Regions from separate parts of the Anas platyrhynchos genome. Here region 2 is linked to region 1. The links are chromatin contacts, called in public Hi-C maps. All regions are on one chromosome and are shown on one strand. Each heading gives the region's core, a stretch centred on a gene start, on an enhancer-like site or on the middle of the called end of the contact. The rest is flanking DNA. Distances are from core to core; before and after follow the strand shown. Region 1 holds the start of ZDHHC7 (zDHHC palmitoyltransferase 7). Region 2 holds the start of COTL1 (coactosin like F-actin binding protein 1).

Evidence for each region. A called contact is a pair of places that touch in the nucleus more often than the background predicts.
Region 2: a Hi-C map of F1 follicle shows a contact between it and region 1, with 2.9 times the contacts expected there. The contact joins the promoter of COTL1 here to the promoter of ZDHHC7 in region 1. A contact is called at or near these places in 2 of 8 Hi-C or Micro-C datasets (F1 follicle and subcutaneous adipose tissue).

The regions. Positions count from the first base shown.
Region 1 is chr12:3,354,039-3,358,666 of IASCAAS_PekinDuck_T2T, forward strand. It overlaps ZDHHC7 (zDHHC palmitoyltransferase 7), which reads left to right and starts at 1,888. Exons shown (of 8, transcript XM_027466851.3): 1 at 1,888-2,078.
Region 2 is chr12:3,575,990-3,580,617 of IASCAAS_PekinDuck_T2T, forward strand. It overlaps COTL1 (coactosin like F-actin binding protein 1), which reads left to right and starts at 2,278. Exons shown (of 4, transcript XM_027466911.3): 1 at 2,278-2,593; 2 at 2,978-3,060. The coding sequence starts at 2,517. It overlaps LOC140003530 (a long non-coding RNA gene), which reads left to right. Exons shown (of 2, transcript XR_011812355.1): 1 at 1-508; 2 at 796-1,142.

The DNA of each region.
Region 1 (4,628 bases), core at 638-3,137:
GAGGGGTAAGCTCATTAAGCACTGCATCATCATAAGTATATACCCAAGACAATGTGGTTTGCTTCATTTTTGTATGGATAAACAGCATGTTAGTTATATTAAGGGAGAATATGGAGAGAGAAGGAAGTTTTAGGAAAAGGTCAACTCCTATGATTTTATGTGCATACATGTTTGCATACTGTAATTTCAATAGCAGAGTTTGGCAATAGAGTAATGTCTTCCAGCTGAAGCCCAGCTGTTGGGAAATAGAAGACTACACACAAAAGCAAGTTCTCCTGAAATCCAATGGTTCAGGACAGAAACAGAAGAAAAAGAAAAAGAAAAAAGGAAAAAAAAAACAAAAAACAAACAAAAAAAAAAACAGCTGTATTTTATTGCACTTATCAGCATGCAGAACTCGTTATGCACTTGCTGCCGATGTCCCACTAGATGGTGTTCATGCTACAAGAAGAAAAAAGCGAGGCTGGAAAAGTGTACCCGAGCTGTGATAATGTCATCCTTCAGCATTTTTTTTACTGTGTTTTAAAATGCATCTTCAGCTCACACACTGCCAAGATTGCTATTTTACATCTCATTTTCAAGGCTACTGGGTATCTACTTTTCCTAATATGCTGTGGAAAATACTGAATGATAGTCATGTATTTCGACATGAAACGTTTCACCTAATTTAACTACAGATGTTGAGCCTAAACCAAATTGGTTCACAAAATTTAGTAAACGGGAACTGAAAAAGCTGCTAACTTAGGTGCCTGAAATCCTTCTCTTGAGACTCCCTGAACTAAAGAGACAAAAAGAAACAAGACTCCCTGAACTAAAGAGGAGCCACAAAGTAGCACCATGACACTGAGTGTAGGACATCACAAAAGAAAGCCCTTGGTGGCCATCCTGAGGTAAAACCCCTGGGATCTGCAGCCAGTTTTCAAAGGGGCAGGTAGATGTGGTGCTGCGGGACAGGTAGATGTGGTGCTGTGGGACTGTAATGCCACACAGAGGTATCGCTTTAGAAGCTGTGAACGCATTTTTAACACAAAATGATGATTTTATTGAACATTTGCAGGGTAAAACACCAAGCTGCTAACTTAGGTGCCTCAAATCCTTCTCCTGAAATTCCTTGAGCTACAGAGCCATGAAGAAACAAGACTTCATCGAATGATCGAATCATCGAATATCCGGAGTTGGAAGGGACCCTTAAGGATCATCAAGTCCAACTCTTGACACCGCACAGGTCTACCCAAAAGTTCAGACCATGTGACTAAGTGCACAGTCCAATCTCTTCTTAAATTCAAGATAGGCTCGGTGCAGTGACCACTTCCCTGGGGAGCCTGTTCCAGTGTGCAACCACCCTCTCTGTGAAGAACCCCCTCCTGATGTCAAGCCTAAATTTCCCCTGCCTCCGCTTAACCCCGTTCCTGTGGGTCCTGTCACTGGTGTTAATGGAGAAAACTAAATAAGAGTCACGAAGAAACACCACTGCAACACCGAGCATGGGACATCACGAAAATAACCCTTGGTGGCCATCCTGAGGTAAAACCCCTGGGATCTGCAGCCAGTTATCACAGGGGCAGGTAGACGTGGTGCTACGGGACAGGTAGATGTGATGCTGTGGGACTGTAATGCCACACAGTGATATCACTTTAGAAGCTGTAAACACACTTTTAACCCAAAACGATGATTTTATTGAACATTTGCGGCGTAAAACGCTAAGAATCTGGACCCCCGCATTGCAAAGCGCCTAATAATACCCCACTCTCAGAGCCCCTCCTCCCCACACGCTGAGGCGAAGCCCCGCCCACACGCGCATCAAATCCACCCCGCCGCCATCGCGCGCATGCGCACGCACCCTCCGCGAACCAACGCATGCGCAGCTCAGGCCGGGAGGGGGGGCTCCGCGCTTCCGCCTCCCGCCGGCGCCGCCCCGGCCGCTTCCGGGAGTCGTCGGCTCCGCCGAGCGCCCGGCCCCGGCCCCGGGCACGGCGGCGGCCCCGGCCCTGCCCGGCCCGGCCCTGCAGCAGCGGCGGGGCTCGGCCCCAGGAGGCCGCTGAAGGAGGAGCCGGGAAGGTCGGTGAGGAGCCGGGAAGGTCAGTGCTGGAAAGGAGAAGGGTCGAGCCCTGTGGGGAGGAGGGGGTCGAGCCCCGCAGCGCTGCGAGGGGGGGAACCGGGCCCTGAGGGGGGGCCTGGGAGGCACCGGGGGGGCCGTGCGGGGCTCGCACCGCTGGGTCGTGGGCACGGGGATGTGGCTGAGAGCCTCGCCGGGGATGTGATGGGGTTGGGGGCACGGTGGCTGCTCACCATAACGGGGTTAGAGGAGGTCTTTGGGAGCTGACTCTCTCCTGCTTCGAAAATGTGCCGATAAAGCAGAGCTCCGATGGTTATTTAGTAAATTAAATGAGAACTTGAGGCTTTTAGGGCAGATTTTAATGACTGAAAGCTCGTGGTGTCCAAAAAAAAAAGATAACGCTTCTTATCTGCCTTTAAACTTCTCTTGCTTTTGCTCTAACTTACTACATTTTGTACCGTACTTTTCTGATAAATTCCCTGTTTATGCCTTTTCTGAAAGCATAGGGAAGCGAATTGGTAGCATACTGCAGCAGTAGGAAGGTTGAAAATGAAGAATGGAAAGGAAATGTGAGAGTTTATTTTTTAATTGCTGTGAGGAACTGTTGAAAATAAAGGCTTTAGCACTCTCTTAATCGATGTTGAAAATCGCCAGTGCAAATATTTTAGCTTTGATCTGTGATGTTACTTTCTGTAACCTTGAAGGAGAAACTGTATGTGGATATGGATACGATAAGTGGCAGTGCCTGGTACTGCCACCCGGATACTGCAGTGCACTCACTGAATGAGATACCCAGGCTCATCCTCAAGTGAATGTGAGGATAGGGAATAAATTTATCAGTGTAAAAACCACAGTAAGAAAAAAGAAAAAACAGACAACTCTACAGAGCGTGAGGCAGTTGCCATTGGCAAAGGTGTAAAACTTCCAGTTGCCACATAGCGATGTGATATTTGTTTAAGCTTTCTGGAGTCTAATCTGAACTTGAGCCTGTGGCCCTGTTCCAGAAGAGGTAAGATGTAAAGCCCAGCCGTAGCTCCCACATATCGTGCTTGTGTCCTTTCTTGAGTAAAGGTTGTTTGCTAATCCAGAAGTGTTCTCTCCTTGCTGTTGAAACCCAGTGAGCTCATCATGTATCGGATCGTGTGCATCTTTCATGGGCTCTGAAGTCTCATGAAATGGGTTCCCTCTGATTTCCATATTTATGGAGGAAAAAAAAAGATACCTAGCATCTTAGAAGCTGTTTGGTATTTTGCTGAATATGGAAAAGTGAATTGGTACTGCAGATTTATCAGGTTTGTTGCTGACAAGCAAAACGCTTTAGTACATTTTATAGTGTTCTGAAGGCCTGCAGAGTTTTTTCTTTCATTTTGTATTTTTCATTTTTGTTTTACCCAGGGTGCCAGTTCCTGTTTTTTTGTGGATGTTTATAAAGATGCTAGCAGCATAAAGACACGAGCAATTAGATGAGCAGCTTGCCTGTAAGACATCCATACTTAATGCTGAGTTACTGTATTCCTTTTCTCTGAGGTCATGTAGCACATCCCCTTTTCAGAGCTGAAAAGAAACTCTTCCAGTGTTTTCTGTGGCTTTTGACTTGCTGTAGAGACTGGCATAAGGAGAACCATTACAATAGTTTTAAACTTGCCTGTTAAATATGTAATTTACTGAAGATCATCTCTTGAATTCATCCTTGGATGTGTGCATGCAGACAGCATCATGTTGATGTGTTTCCACTGCAAATTGTCAGTGTGCCTGCAGCAGAGCAGGTGGAGTTCAATAAAAGGAAGGGCTAAAAGGTATAAACGAGGAATTCCCAAGATAAATACAGTACAAAATATGTTAGAGCAAAAGCAAGAAGGTTTTTAGAGAGGTGATGAGCCGTGTCACCGAGGCCACGGGACAGAATCGGGGTTGTAGTTGATGGATTTATTTGGATTGTAGTTGCTGGACTGGTCCTGCTGAGTGCCAGCTGCTCAAAGCAGTTCTTGCACATTTCATGGTTGCTGAGAAAGCTTAACCTTGAAGTCGTAGTACCGAGCAGACAGAGTTCCCTGCTGCAGAGCTTCCTGCTGCAGAGCTAGGCTGTTGCTGGGGCTGACCTAAAGGCTTTTCAGTACAGTTAATGGTCAATGTAGTTATTGGAGTAGTTTTATTTGTTTGCCGGGAGGTTGTTTGCCAGATAAGTCACTGAGCAGGGCCTGAAATGAGCCACAGTTTACTTATTAAGTGGCTTTGCAGTTGGGGTTGTATGTATCTGTAATGAAAAGTGAGTTACCCAAATCAGGCGTGATTATGTCTAGATGCTGGCTGATGGATATTTATTTATCGGTCAGCAGTGAGCGGTCCAAATTGCTGATGGTTTCAGATACAGTAATAGGTTTGCCCACTTGGTTTACTTTTAAATTTTGCAGTTTTTATCGAAGTTAATGTTTAAGCTATTTTATTTTAATGAGACTATGGTTCTGTAATCGTGATTTGCCACCAGTGCTGTGTTTGCTGTGTAGGATTTAAATCAATCATATGTGAACACTGCACGGTTGTTGCCCTAGTGTGTGGTATCAGACAGCATCCC
Region 2 (4,628 bases), core at 1,028-3,527, 220 kb after region 1:
TGGATTGAGTAAAAAAGCTACCTTGGTGTCAACCATAACGCGGACTGTGATCTGTAAATTCATAGCTGCCTCTTCCTGAATGAACAGGAGAACATCAGACCTCCCAGGGCACCACAGCTGAGCAAAGCCATCCTGTTTGCTCAGCTGAACATCAGTGCACCTATCCAGCAGTTCATGCTAGCTGGAGGCATTTTCTTGAGGGAGTCCATGTGCTTCTTTTAAGTCAATGACAATGTGTCAGAGACATAAAAGCAAAGAGAAGAGGTTTGGTCCCACAAGGAAGGCATGTGTTTCTGGGGGTTGAATATGTCGCTTAAAAGCATGAACCACAAAGTTCCTAATGAATGCAATTTGAACATTGCGGCTACTGGGTCACAGAGGCCTGAAAGAGGTTGAGCTTTTCTCCTTCTAAGGGAAATGACATTTCAGTCACCCACCTCTCCCCTAGGAAACATCAGGAGCTGAGGAACGAGTTAGAAGAGACAAGGACAACCAGCAGTTGTTACAGGTATAAATAGCAGTGAGGTAGTGCCAAAGGATGATAAATGCAGACTATGAAAAAAAAAAAAAGGCAGATAATGGTCAGCATTAAGGCTTTTAAAAAAGAAAGAGTGTTCCTAAAAACAGTTCCAAAAGAAAATCAATAGAAATTCAGACCTATTAATGTGTGATTATAATATCATCTAGAGTCTACAGTCTGCAAAGGTACTGTGTGATGCACGCAGATGCTGTGTCCTACACTTGTACTGACTTCAGGAATATTTCTCTGTTCCTGTGACCTCATCTCGATCACAGGGAGGCACTGCAGCAATAAGCTCCTGTTCCGGGCCCTGATGCTACAGCAAGCCTTACGTCATTCGGGACTCTGGAAGAGGCTGCCTGCTTCTTACACAATCCATAGGATTAGGGCTTCGTGCTGTGCGGCAGTAAATGATGGATCTTACAGTTAACACACACACCGGTGATCTTGTTCCCCAAGGTCTCTGGAAGCACGGAGTAACTGTGGTAATGAGGTTTCCTAACTCTACAAACTTTACATGTACAAACCATACATTCAACATCTTCCTGTGAAATAACATCGCATTGCAAACTTTGAAATAAAAGCAATATTTTTTTAACCACGGGATGCATTTTTTTATTAACATCGCAAAAATCCAGCCTGCCAGGTTTTGGTAGAAGCCTGCTAAGGTGTACCCTGGTACTTGTTTTGTAAATCCAATCTGTGGGCACGACAAAATCTGGTGACATCTCTGTGAAGCTGCGTTCTGCTAAGCCAAGGACCCATCTCTGCTTCTGTGGGCGCAGGCTTAGCAGACAAAGCTCATCATTTTGCCTCGAGCTCAGCATCCCCCAGCAGCGGGCTGACGCCGCCTGGGTGCATTTATTCTTTTTTTAAGTCCCCAGCGCTGGGAGCGGAGCCCGGCAGGGGGAGATCGCTCCATCCGAAAGGGACCCGGCCGCACAGACACACAGACAGACACGGAGCTGCCCCCGGCTCCCGGCCGATGCCCCCCGCCTCCAGCAGCCCGGCTCCTGCTGGCCCCGACCCCCGGGCAGCCCCCGGCAGCCCCCGGCCGCCTGCGGCACCGCAGCGCGCTGTGCCCGGGGCCGCCACTGGCCCCCCGCCGGCTTCATCCCGCACCGAGCTTCTCCTTCCTCCCTCCTCTTCCTCCTTCTCCTCCTCCTCCTCCTCCTGCCGCCGGGGGCTGGCCAAGCACGGCGGCCCCCAAAATAGCGGCGGCCGGACCGCGCATCACCGCGGCGAGCCCAACGCAGGCGCTCAGCCCCCCAAAACACACCCCTATACCCCCATAACCCCCCTCAGAGCCCCCCCATCACCCCACACACACCCCTGTACACCCACACACCCCCTCACATCCCCATACACACCTCCCACCCCCCCACAGCCCCCCACACCCCTCCACATCCCCCCAAACGCCCCTCTCACACCCCCATACCCCCCCACGACCTCCCACATCCCCTCATCCCCCCCTTACACCCCCTACATCCCCTCCACGCCCCCCTCCCACCCCCAATACCCTCACATACACCCCCCACACCCCCTCCACGCCCCCCTCACACCCCCCCAATACCCCCCCACGACTTCCCACTCCCCCCATACCCCTCCACATCTCCCTAAACCCTCCTCCCATACCCCCCACATCCCCCTAAACCCCCCTTTTTCCCCCTGTCCCCCCCCCAATCTCCGGGCAGCCCGGGCGGGGCTGGCGGGGGCAGGCCGGGCTGAGGCCGCCGAGCCATTGGCAGGCGGCGGCGGGGCGGGGGCGGGCCGGGGGCGGCAGCAGCAGCAGCAGCAGCAACCGGGGCCGGGACCGGGGTTAGGACCGGGTTTAGGACCGGGATCGGGACCGGGCGCTGCGCGGAGCGCTGCGGGGCTGCGCGGTGCTGCAGCAGCAAGAGGCGGCGGCGGAGGGCCCCAAGCTCCTCGCCTCCCCGCCCGCCACCCCCCTTTCCCTCAACCCCCCCCTTCCCTCCCCCTTTTCCAAGACGTCCCCATGGCCACCAAAATCGACAAGGAGGCGTGCAGGGAGGCGTACAACCTCGTCCGGGACGATGCCACCGAGGTGAACTGGTAGGTGGCCCAGCCGCGGGCACCCCCTGGCTCTCCCGCAAAGGCAGCGGTGCCCCGCTGCTGCCCCGCTCCTCGTCCCCTGCCCCCGGGCCACCCCGTCCTCCCCTTCCCTTTTCCAAAGGGTTTTTCCTTGGAATATAATAGAGGCAGCCTTTAAATTTCTTCTCCTTGCCCATCTCCAAAGGCTGACTTCTGAATATCTCCTTCCCCCTTCTCCTAAATATCTCCTTCCCTCTTCTCCTTTCCCCATCCCCAAAGGCTGACTTTAAACATCTCCTTCCCATCTTCTCCTAAATATCTCCATCCCCCCTTTCTCTTTTCCCTATCCCCAAAACCTGACTTTTAAATATCTCCTTCCCCCCTTCTCTTTCCCCTCTCCCAAAGGGTGACATTTAAGTACAACGGCTCCACGATCGTCCCCGGAGACCAAGGGGTAGACTATGAAACCTTCAAAAGGAAGTGCACAGGTAAGCTCCCTCTCGCTGCCTTTGACACGAGTGGCATTCCTCGCTGCCCAGGGCAAAGGGGGAAAAGATAGGAGAAAACTTGGGGGAGAAAACTGCAATTTGTGCCACCGCTGCTGCCCCGTGCCCTGTCCTGCATGGCTGGGTCTTCTGCTGTCACAGAGAGCAACTTGCTCAAGTCCTTGCAGTCCTTTGTCTCACCCCTAGCCCTAAGGTCCTCCAGGCTTTTTTTTTCCCCCCTTTCCACAATTTGCCGTTCCTTCCCAGCTATAAACAAGAGCCGAGGCTGGCTTAGCAAGGCTCCCATTGTTCGGCACTGCAGTTCGAAGGCACAGCCTCTCACTGGAGAGCAGCGAAACGCTCCGTTTCGGGGGCTGGAAAAACGCAGCCGCACAGAATATTCCGCAATAAAATCCTTCTGTAAACCCTGCTCCTCGTGCTCAAGTAACCGCGGACAGAAGGTTGCTCAGATTTTTTAAGAACGTGAAACGTGAGAGCCGGTAGGCAGAGGCTGGCTGGAACAATACAGCCCAGGAACAATCGCCGCCGTGCATTGCACAACCGCACCAGTTGCAGCCCTCGCCTTAAACGTGGCAGCTGATTGTTTAACTGTCGGATGTGGCTGATTAACAGCAGAAACAAAGCCTGGGGAGAACGAAAATAAGCGGGCAAATATTTAACATCATCCGATCTTGACTTTTGATGTGTCTTACACAAAAGCGCGCTTTGATTTCTCGCAGAATAACTTCTGGGGGGGGGTTGTGTGGTTCTCCCCGTCTTGGCGGCTGCTTAACGATATCGCAAAGTGATATGAGGTATAAAGCGTTTGTAACTCGTACTGCCCTATAACTGACAAAGCCTGCCTCCCTCATCCAGCTATTCTACAGCCAAGTGTTATGGTTAATCTGTAATTCTTGAGTGATGTGTCTGCACTGTAAAGGAACTGTGTGTTGAGCAATTCTCCCTTCTCAAGGTGTGGTGAGCCCCGGAGGCGCTGCAGTCAGAGCCCCACATCCGTGGAGATGCTGGTGCCTGTCCCAGTTGGTCTTTCCAGTGCTAGGGTTCAGCTCTATTTTACGAAGTGTAGAGGAGGACTTCCAGTAACTTAATGAGGGCAGGGCTGGGCTGAGCAGTCAATAAATATCACAGGAGAGAAATACGTTGTAGTCTTTGGAAAGGAGTCGCTAAATCAAAAGGGCTGAGGCTGCTCTGCTCTGACATTTGCAGTGGGTTAATTTGGGTTAAAAGTGGGTTAAATTGACATTTGCCAGGATTAAGACAGCTACTCAATTCTAGCTGCTCTTGGGACCTCAAAACTGAAAGTAATCCTCCTAGAGGTGATGTCAGAAGTGCTGATACCTGTACCCCAAAAACTCCTTCCCACCCATCTCTTCTCCATGTGCAACCTGAGGCAAACAACAATTACCCAGCACGCTGGGAAACCTGGGTACCAGCACTTCTGAAGTTCCTGCCCACATTATCTTGAGGGTTAGTAGTTTTTCCAGGAGGTCAACAGCTTCAGCATCAGTGCCCTGTTCTCTGTCTCTTTCTGTGGCTGGGATAACATCTCC